Regions from separate parts of the Pan troglodytes genome. Here regions 1 and 2 are each linked to region 3. A link is a contact called in public Hi-C data. All regions are on one chromosome and are shown on one strand. The core of a region is the stretch at or near the end of the contact, and the rest is flanking DNA. Distances in the headings are between cores, read along the strand shown. Region 1 has its middle 74 kb from the start of NPVF. Region 2 has its middle 31 kb from the start of NPVF. Region 3 has its middle 95 kb from the start of MIR148A.

Region 1 (3,009 bases), core at 393-2,892, 540 kb before region 3:
TTTTTTGGGTAGTTGTTTGCATCTTTTATAGCCTCCTTGCTGAAATAAGAGGAATACATTTATGTAATAACTTGAATATAAGGTCTTATAAACTGTCATGATTATCATCTTTAAGAGTTTCCATGTTCTCATATCTTACTACTCATAGGTATTTTATTTAGCTTGCATTATAAATGTAACACGCAAGAAGTTTGTATTATCTGTTGTGTTTCCAATTACAAATTTAATCTGTACTAGGATTTAATTTTTACTTTTAGTTTTAAATAGATTAGAATAAGGTTTTAAACAGCAAGATAGTTTCTGGAGAAAACTGGATTTGATACTTTATCCTGGCCTTTCTTTAATTTGCAGAGTAAATACTATATTATGCTCTATAAAGTGTCACTAAAAAGGAGAATTTGTATTAAGCATCAAATATGTAGCTGAGACTATGTTAGATGCTTTTCATATGTTCACATGTATCTCTCTATTAACCTTATGAAATGTTATTATACCTTCTTTTTATAAGCCTTCTCCCCCCACCCACCGTCCGCCTTTTTTTTTTTTTTTTTTGAGACAGAGTCTTGCTCTGTTGCCCAGGCTGGAGTATAGTGGCACAATCTCAGCTCACTGCAACCTCCGCCTCCTGGGTTCAAGTGATTCTCCTGCCTCAGCCTCCTAAGTAGCACGCACACCCAGTTGTATTTTTAGTAGAAACAGGGTTTTGCCATGTTGGCCAGGCTGGTCTCAAACTCCTGACATCAAGTAGGAGGCCTGCCTCGGCCTCCCAAAGTGCTGGGATTACAGGCGGGAGCCACCATGCTCAGCCTCTACCTTCTTTTCAAATGAGTAACCTGAGAATCAGAGAGGTTGAGGCACTTGCTCAAGTTTCCATAGCTTTTAAATGGCTGATTCCTGTTCCTTATTATCATCATTAATGATGATAATTATTATAGCCACAATTTGTGAGTACTTTCTAGATGTCAAAAATTTACATACACCTGTATTTTATTCAGGCATCAAAGGAATTAATGTTCACATTTGATCAGTGAAAATATGAAAGATTATGGTTAAGTACATTTTCTAAGGTCACACAGCTAGTTGGTGACAGAGTGGAGTTTGAGATTTTCATCGTTGTAAAACAATACTTTTTTATGTATGTTTCACAAACTCTTCCTATGTTTTTACTAATGGCACTATTGTTAGAATAAGTGACTTATTTCCATGGTGATTCTCAAGGACAACATTTTTCATTCATACGATAAACTATGGCATACTTATTAAAGTCTCATTGCTTTGCAGTTGTACCTTCCACATGCTTCTGTTGTGACCTATATCCTTTGGTGATCTGGCAGTGGGTCATTTTCGTGGTGATCAAATATGTATGTATGTAAATACAAAATTGTTTGTTTTATTCATCTGCTTTCCTTCCAGTCTAAACACTGAGCTGAAATTGAGACATTGGACATGATAGTTTGTTGAAGTTTGACATTTCTGTCCAAGATTTGTTTGGCCAACCTTTGAAAGCCTGAGTTTAAACTATTCCACAAGCATCAGTCAAAACACATGAGAATCATGGGAAAGGAGGGCGCTTTTCCTGCACAGCTGCTCTGCAGAAGGGGAATTGCATGGCGAGGCATCTCCTCTTGGCCAATGTTAGGAGAGAGAGGGCTTTTCCTTCCTCAGGAGAACAGCTCCCCTTCTCTTCACATCCCTAAATAATGCAGGAATGTCACATTGCTTGCATTCTTTTGATGCTTGTCCTGACTTTGATTTTGCTCTGGTACTTGTCTGAAAACAGAGCTGTCAGCACCTTCATTTTTTTGCTCATCCTGTTTCCTAGCCAAGGATAAGTAATAACGGGTTTAAATTCCCAAGTGCCTGCATTTGGCTCTGAAATAGCAGTGGGCAATCGTTTCACCCTCATCCCTCCTATTTTAGGGTTCAAATAGAAATCTTAGCTGTGTCCTTCCCTCAGAGTTTCCTGGCTCCCAGTGGTTTCTGGGTGATGGCCAGAGATGAGGACCCCACCCAGGCTATTCTCTGAATTTGAGAGTTGTCTGATCCTTCACTACCACCAACTGTCAGTGACGTACATTCCCAAGCCCTCTCTTGATCTTGCTTGCTTTCTTGCTTTTAAGATTGAGATGCTTCTGAGATGTAGAGTAATATCAGATCGCCTAACACCCTGAAAGAGAGAAACTTCAACACTCAGGGAGCTTTCATGTTTATTAGAGAAAAGAACCCGGTGGTCTGGACAGAGTTGGTGCTTTGCCAGCTAATGAAGCAGTTTCTCTTTCACAGACCTCTGAGAAATACTGGTAGGCTCTTCATGTTCTTTGAATATGGAGCCCACTGGTGACTTGATAAAGGAAATCACTTAGTTGTTGAAGAATTAAATAATGTACTAAGAGTATTTCAATTAGCAAGTATTCAATTAAAAAATAATTACGACATCCACTTATTCATTCAACAACACCTTCTTAAGTATTTACCAGGGAAGCAGGTAGAGTATTGAAGTTTAAAAACACAAACTCCAGGATGAGACAACCTGGTTTCAAATCCTGATTCTTCCATTTATGAGCTCTGTGATCTTGGGCAGATTACCTAAGCTCTCCTGACTTAGTTTACCCATTTATAAAATGGAAATAATTATAATATGTGCCTCAGAATTATTTTGAGGATTAAATATAATATGTAGGGAGCTCTTGGCATGTAGAAATGCTTTAACAACTGTTGTTGATTAAGTCACTGTGCCTGTTCCTAATTAGTTACAATTAAGGGAAGGTTCCTCCCATGAAATTTTTGATAATGTATTTAAAGAGTCAAAGTATAGACACAGAACACAAAGTACAGAGTTGAGTAACAGTATGGAATCTGTCACAAAGACTAAGTATTAGTGACCTTTCATATCCCTTTCAGGTTTAAGATTCCAATAATACAGGCTTGAGGTTTCCCAGGAAGATGTGACTCTGTGCCTGCGTAGCCAGAGAAAGCGTAAGGGAGTAGGGGGACTGTCACGATCCAAAC
Region 2 (3,206 bases), core at 647-3,146, 590 kb before region 3:
GCTCAAATGGATACGAATGACTTCAATTATTTATAACACCTCCATATTTCAAGGCTCTACCCCCTGGATTCTGATTGTATAGGTCTGAGGTGCAGCCTAGGAACCAGCATTTCCAAGGACCATGCCAGGTGATTACAACGCAGAGGGTTCATGGATTACAACGAGTAATACTATACTAGTTGTGCACACAGAAGGTAAACGATGGGCAATACTTGAGTGGTATTTAGTTCTTCCCTTACCTGCGGATATTTTGTGCCGATTTGGAGGCCATGGGTGGGCACTTCATGGCATTTCTATCTGCTGCTATGGAAGAGAGCTCTTCCCGCCCCCATCCTATGCAGAATCTTTAGATTGAGAGGGGTATGGGAGTCTTCCTTCTACATTTCCCAAACAAAGACATAGCTCAAACAACTTGTCACATGAGGTGGTTAGGAGGCTCCCCGGTGCATTTGGAAGGGAGAGAAAGCTACAGAGTATACAGGGAAATTGAGCAGGCAGCCACGTCTCCAAGGCATCCATTAGAGAATGGAAAGAGCTGGCTAACTTTGAGTTATAGGGTCATAATTCCATCTCAGGATTCTGGCAATAGCATAAACCACTAGATCTCTTCCTTGGTAGTTTATGAACACTTTGCCCTCCCTACCCTCACCCCACCTCCTGCCTTGGAAGATTAATAGCTCTGTAAATTACAGTTGTATTAAAATATATGTATTATATCTTGATATGAGGCTTTCATATGGGTATGAAAGCGCCCTCAACTTCCACCTCCCTGGGTGACATGTCTTGCTTTGTGTACTAATGCAGTTTCAGCGTTGAAAAAAAAAGGACTTCCAGACTGACAGAAGCACCACAAAAGGCTGTGGCCTTTCAGTAAGACTATTCTGGGCTGGGAATCAGCAAATGTAAAAGTACAGAGGCAAGAAAAAGATGGACATTAGGGGATGCCCAGGAGAGAAATGTGGTTGAAGTAGAGAACTTGAGTAGGTTGAGACTATGGTGTGTGTGTGTGTGTGTGTTTGTGTGTGTGTGTGTTTGCGAGAGAGAGAGAGAGAGAGAGATCCTGAATAATGCACGAGGTATTTGGACTTTGAAGGCAACATACCTTTGAAGATTTCTGGGTAGGGATGTGACATGATGAAAATGATGTCCAGGGTGGACTGGTTGCTCAGGATGGCCCTAGGGATGACGGGCTGCCTGTAATAGGACCACGAGGGAAACAAGGAGCTTTATCTTGAGGCTGTATTGCCACATGAGCATTGGTTTTCGATTGCTTAGATTGCATGTATTTGGAGTGGCTCAGCGGGAGCTGGTGGGATCAGCATTAGGTGTCTTTACTGCTTTTTTAAAAAAGAGGGCAGATGAACCCATTTTGTCTTTCTGCCTCCTGGTTCTCTATGAAGCTATGCTTACGCCTAGATTTCTTACTTTGCATATAAACATGTCATATCCGTATCCTATTTCTGGGACAGAGCCACAGCGTGTGAAAGCCAGGTATCTCAATCTCTGGTTCAGGATCTACGATGTCATGTTGTTATCCCTTAAAGTGATTATTCTCTAATTATTTATTGAAATTGTCTTTCCTGAATTCCTCAAATCAGAGTCCAGATCCTCCCCCAGACACGGGGTCTGGGCCACTGAATAACACAGTGGAGGGCTCAGGAAAGCGAAGGGGAAGGAAGAAGTAGAGGGGATGAAACAGAAAGAAGACGAAAGGAAGGAGAAGAGGAAAAGGGGGAAGTAGGACAGAGGGGAGGGAAGAAAGAAGAGCAGTTCAAAGATAGAATGGTGGTAAAAGGGCGCCAGTCGCTACAAAAATTGCTGCCCTAGAAGCGAGAGGAAGGTGTCCTGGTGTGTAAAAGCAGCCTCTCACTTTCACCACGTGGGGGCAGACTCTACTTACAAGAAAAAGCAACAATTTGCAATGGCTTCCGGGTCAAAGTGATCCTCTCGGCACACGGAGGATTCGGTATTGAGCCGATCACTCACTCCCTGAGGTTCTTCTAGTCCCTCAACAGCTGGAGCCCCATCTCTGGGCACAATGTCAGTGTGGATTAAAGAAAAAAAGAAGGCCAACTTTGCTCAAACTTAGATTTTCACATCATGTGGAGTATAGAATTACAGTTGAACAGATACCACGTAGAACAAAACATTTTGCCGTTTCACCTTATTATTTAAAATATAGAATTGCCCAGGCTTTTATGCAGTCTCTCATTTCTTTATGTCTTTTCCTTTACTGAAGAGTTATTGCATATACATTATATGTGCATCGTTCAAGGAATTTCCAAACGTTGGAAAGCATTCTTCTTAATTTCTTCCAGCTCCTTCTCAGTCTTTGCTTGTTATATTTTTAGCCTAAGGTGATAAAAATGCATGGGAACGTCTACGTTAGTTTCTTAAAAAAAAAAAAAAAACTCATAAACTCTGAGCCTTTGCATTAAAGGGATATTTTTATTTGGAGAATGGTTGAAAACAACCAAACTACTGCAGGTAGTTCTGTGGTGCTGTAAAAGCAATCGTTGCAAGTGTCTGATTGCCTCTGAGCACAATGCGACTAGCATAGGGCTAACAGGGCGAAGTGCCAACTGAGATATTAAAGGGGACCGATTTCCTCCAACCCCCCAAGTTGTTAAGTATTATTATCCCTGAAAACAGCATTTCAATGTCCATTTTGTTTTCCTTTTGGTAGATTTTTTCTTTTTTGAACAATATAGAACAAGTTAACTCCAGCAAGTATGTATGTTTTCTAAGATAGACTTTCTAAGTAGCCAATTAAAAACAGAATCTCTTGAAAATAAAAATATTCTCTTTAGAATGGTGATTGGGCCTCTGAGATAAAGAATCTCATTTGCAAGTTTAAAAGGAATAAGAACTTTCTATTATCTACAGACTGAGTAAGTGCTGAGAAAAAGGCAATTTTGCTATTCCCTATTCCCCCCCAAAAAATTAAAAAATAGAAGGATAGCAAATTGACTGGACAATTGTGGGAAGTTTGGCTCCATCAGTCTCATGATTTTCAGTGTGTCCAGGTTAACAATAAAACTTAGTTTATGTGAGTATATGAGGTAGTGGTGTCATTCCAGTTGTCTGTTTAATCTGGTGGCACAAGAAGTAGCAAAGCTACTGTTTTGTAGCAAGGTCTTGGGGCCTACCGTTTCCTCATTCCTAAGTTTAAGGAGAAGAGCATTACCTCCACTTAAGATTTACAT
Region 3 (2,905 bases), core at 394-2,893:
TGATTGGCTTCTACTGTAGATGTCAATCATCGAAAATTTGCATACTACTCCTCAGGCCGCCGGGAGCCTGTCAGTCGGCTGTGGCAGCTGGAAGAGAAGGAATCGGACGGAGAAGAATGAAAAGTCACTTTGCTTTCGCAAAGCGAAAGAAAAGTATTCTTTTCCTCATTATTTTTAAATAAATTTGATTGTATATTTACCTAATAAAATAAACATTCAATTAAACAAAAATAAGCAACTATCAAAGATTTGTTTACTAATTTTCGTAATGTTTGCTGTTTCAATAAGTAGCCAAAGGAATATTAAAACACAAAAATATGAATGCTGATAATTTTATGTCATAAATGACCATTTTAAAACTAAAAGTGAACATGGGGCTTCTAAATAAAATTACCGTGGTAGCGTAAAAACACTGCTTTCAATACTTGGGCATGCTGAAAGTGCTGCATCCTAAGATAAAAAATACACCAAGGGGGGGATTTCAAAGAACATTATTTTGCTTTTAATAATCCTGTATTTCTGTCACTTTGCCCTTTTTATTTATTTACCGTGAACTCACAGACAGAATATTACTTGGAGTTTCTGCAATACTTGTGTTTGTACATTTCTCATCTTACACGTATCCACACACCCCAAAATAAAAAAACAAAGAAGAGGATCTCAGGGACTGAGAAGTCATTACCGGTTTTAAAATTCAGAATTCGTAAAACCGAAGCTCTAATTTGTCAGTTACAAAATTCTTCTAGAACCACTGTAATTTAGAATATGTGCAGAACTATAAGATGTTTATTATTTCCTTAAAATATATGTGAGTACAAACCAAAAGTTAACAGCTTATAATAGGAAAGCACTCTCCAGCCTTCTGCCCACCTCCATCACGCCGCGGAAACTTGTCTGAAAGGAGAATTTGGATGCAACAGGGCAACGGAGCGACGTTTCTCCTCTGCACTAAGCCAGCCCTCGCCTCTGAAGAATTTTGTACCAGGCGTTCACTAGCACCGAGATGAACTGGAATTATTTCCACAGCATTAACCGAGTTAGGAAGTTTTTTTCAAACTTTGCATTTAACGGATTTTTTCCATCGGCATTTTATCTTTGCCACCATCGTTTTACTGGTTGCTGCATCTTTCTAGTTTTCTTTCCTTTTCTTTTTTTCTTGCTCTTATCCTACCTTTGTTTGCTTTCTCTCTCTCTCTTTTTTTTTCTCCCAGTTAAGGATTGTCACAGTGTGCCGGGTGTCTTTGTAAGTTCGTCCCTCGTCTTCATGATTACAAGAGGCTGATATATGTGTACCTGTGCCTACAGGGGAACTGAACAGGGCTAAGTGAGTGCTGAGAGGAGGTGGGGGAGAGATGTGTGCTGCAGATGAAGGTACGGCTGGGATGTGAAGCTAATTTAGTGTGTGCTTTACAAGGAATGCACAAATCAACACAGCGCTCAAATTAAATCTCTTCTTGAGGGGCTTAAGTATCTTCTTCAGGAAGAGTAAAGCATATCTTCTAGTTCTACTTCCTCCCCGGTTAGCCAGCTGCTGGAGAGCCCCCTCAGTAAATTCCTTCCAGATCGACTTCAGTGTGGGTGAGAGCGCAGTCTGTGACCACCAGCGCTTCTGACTCAGCGGAAAACGCCGGCAAAGAGGACTACACCTCACCGCGGCCGGCAAAAGCGGCCTCAGCTCCAGCACTCACAGCCACCACTTTCACCGTCGCCCCGCCACCACCACCTTCGCTGCCTCAACCCTGAGACACACAGACACACACACACACACACACACACACAAACACCTCTCCCTGCTGTCAATCATACATGCGCGCCATAGGGCGCATGCGCGCTGGTGGACTCCGGCCCCCACCGATCCTACGCCCTGTCTCTGCGACTGGGTCCAGACGGACCAATAAGAGAGCGGATTCGGGGGCGGGCCACAAGGAAGTAGCCAATGAGAGCGCGGTTGGAAGCCAGGGCTAGAGAGGAGTAAATCCATCTGTCGTCCGCGTTCTGCCGCCCCCGCGATGATTTATGCGTCCTTTTTATTATTTGTAACACTTTGGGAAGTTATTAAAAGGAAGATCTACCGCTTCCTCCTTTTGGGTGAAACTGGATGGCAATGTTTGTCACTGGCCCTTAATAGGGAAGAGTGTGGCGAGGTGGAGGGCCGTTGGACGCTGGGTTTGTTTGTGTGGGTCCTGTTTTTTATTACAAGACACATTATCCTTTTAATTACAAGCTGTAGACAGGGCCAACTTCGAAGGTCTTCGTGGCGGAGTGATCTTGGATCATTCAGGGAGCTGAAACCCGATGACTTCTGACTTTCGCGTCCGTACTCTTGGCGTTGGGAGGAGCCTCTCAGGAAGGTGTTGCAACCTTTGGTTGTACCAGAAGGAAATAAGCAAACTCCCATCACCCCCACCCCCATTCCCCGCCTTAACACGGAGTAAACTTTGGCCTTTTTCCGCTTGGATGCTCATTAAGAGTTAGTTGACTTTGTAGCGGATGCAATAAAATTTGGATGGTTTCAGGCCCCCAAACAATCCTGGTTTCTGTTTTCCTCTCTCCCCAGGCACACCCCCAAGGAAATTGCCTTTTCAGCAGGCGCCTGCGGGAAAGAACCGCAGGAGACAGATTCCCTTTAGAGACCTGCATGGGGAGGAGGGAGATATGGAAATAAAGAGGGCCAAGGTAAGAGTACGGAGAGGCCATAGAGGACTTGCATGTTTGGGTGTGAGTTTTCTGGCCAACTAGGGGGAAAATCCACAAACCTGCGGTATCTGGTGGATGCGCTGAAAAATTAGCTCTCACCTGCAGTTACTCAACCCTCGTGCGCTTCTGCTCTGCCGGGAACGGCCAGTCTCCGAGGGCGGAATAAGTATGGGTATTGAAAGGCAAGTAGGAAACAGCCAAAGAAAAG

What was found. Hi-C and Micro-C count contacts between places; a contact is called where the count stands out from the background.
Region 1: a Hi-C map of stem cell-derived neural progenitor cells shows a contact between it and region 3, with 2.9 times the contacts expected there. The contact joins two enhancer-like sites. A contact is called at or near these places in 1 of 7 Hi-C or Micro-C datasets (stem cell-derived neural progenitor cells) and 1 of 1 other capture datasets (stem cell-derived neural stem cells).
Region 2: a contact with region 3 is called in a Hi-C map of stem cell-derived neural progenitor cells, with 3 times the contacts expected there. The contact joins two enhancer-like sites. A contact is called at or near these places in 3 of 7 Hi-C or Micro-C datasets (blood, induced pluripotent stem cells and stem cell-derived neural progenitor cells), 1 of 1 datasets of contacts at active chromatin or transcription factors (stem cell-derived excitatory neurons) and 1 of 1 other capture datasets (stem cell-derived neural stem cells).

What each region holds. Positions count from the first base shown.
Region 1 is chr6:31,115,274-31,118,282 of NHGRI_mPanTro3-v2.0_pri, forward strand. No RefSeq gene overlaps it. Among named protein-coding and RNA genes, the nearest start is that of NPVF, 74 kb to the left of the region's middle. Within about 2 kb of position 1,643, at least 4 of the 24 cell types and tissues checked have an H3K27ac peak or open chromatin away from gene starts, as enhancers often do. A contact at or near this core is called in stem cell-derived neural progenitor cells and stem cell-derived neural stem cells, where this site is marked.
Region 2 is chr6:31,072,500-31,075,705 of NHGRI_mPanTro3-v2.0_pri, forward strand. No RefSeq gene overlaps it. Among named protein-coding and RNA genes, the nearest start is that of NPVF, 31 kb to the left of the region's middle. Within about 2 kb of position 1,897, at least 9 of the 24 cell types and tissues checked have an H3K27ac peak or open chromatin away from gene starts, as enhancers often do. A contact at or near this core is called in stem cell-derived neural progenitor cells, where this site is marked.
Region 3 is chr6:31,657,793-31,660,697 of NHGRI_mPanTro3-v2.0_pri, forward strand. No RefSeq gene overlaps it. Among named protein-coding and RNA genes, the nearest start is that of MIR148A, 95 kb to the right of the region's middle. Within about 2 kb of position 1,644, at least 14 of the 24 cell types and tissues checked have an H3K27ac peak or open chromatin away from gene starts, as enhancers often do. A contact at or near this core is called in stem cell-derived neural progenitor cells and stem cell-derived neural stem cells, where this site is marked.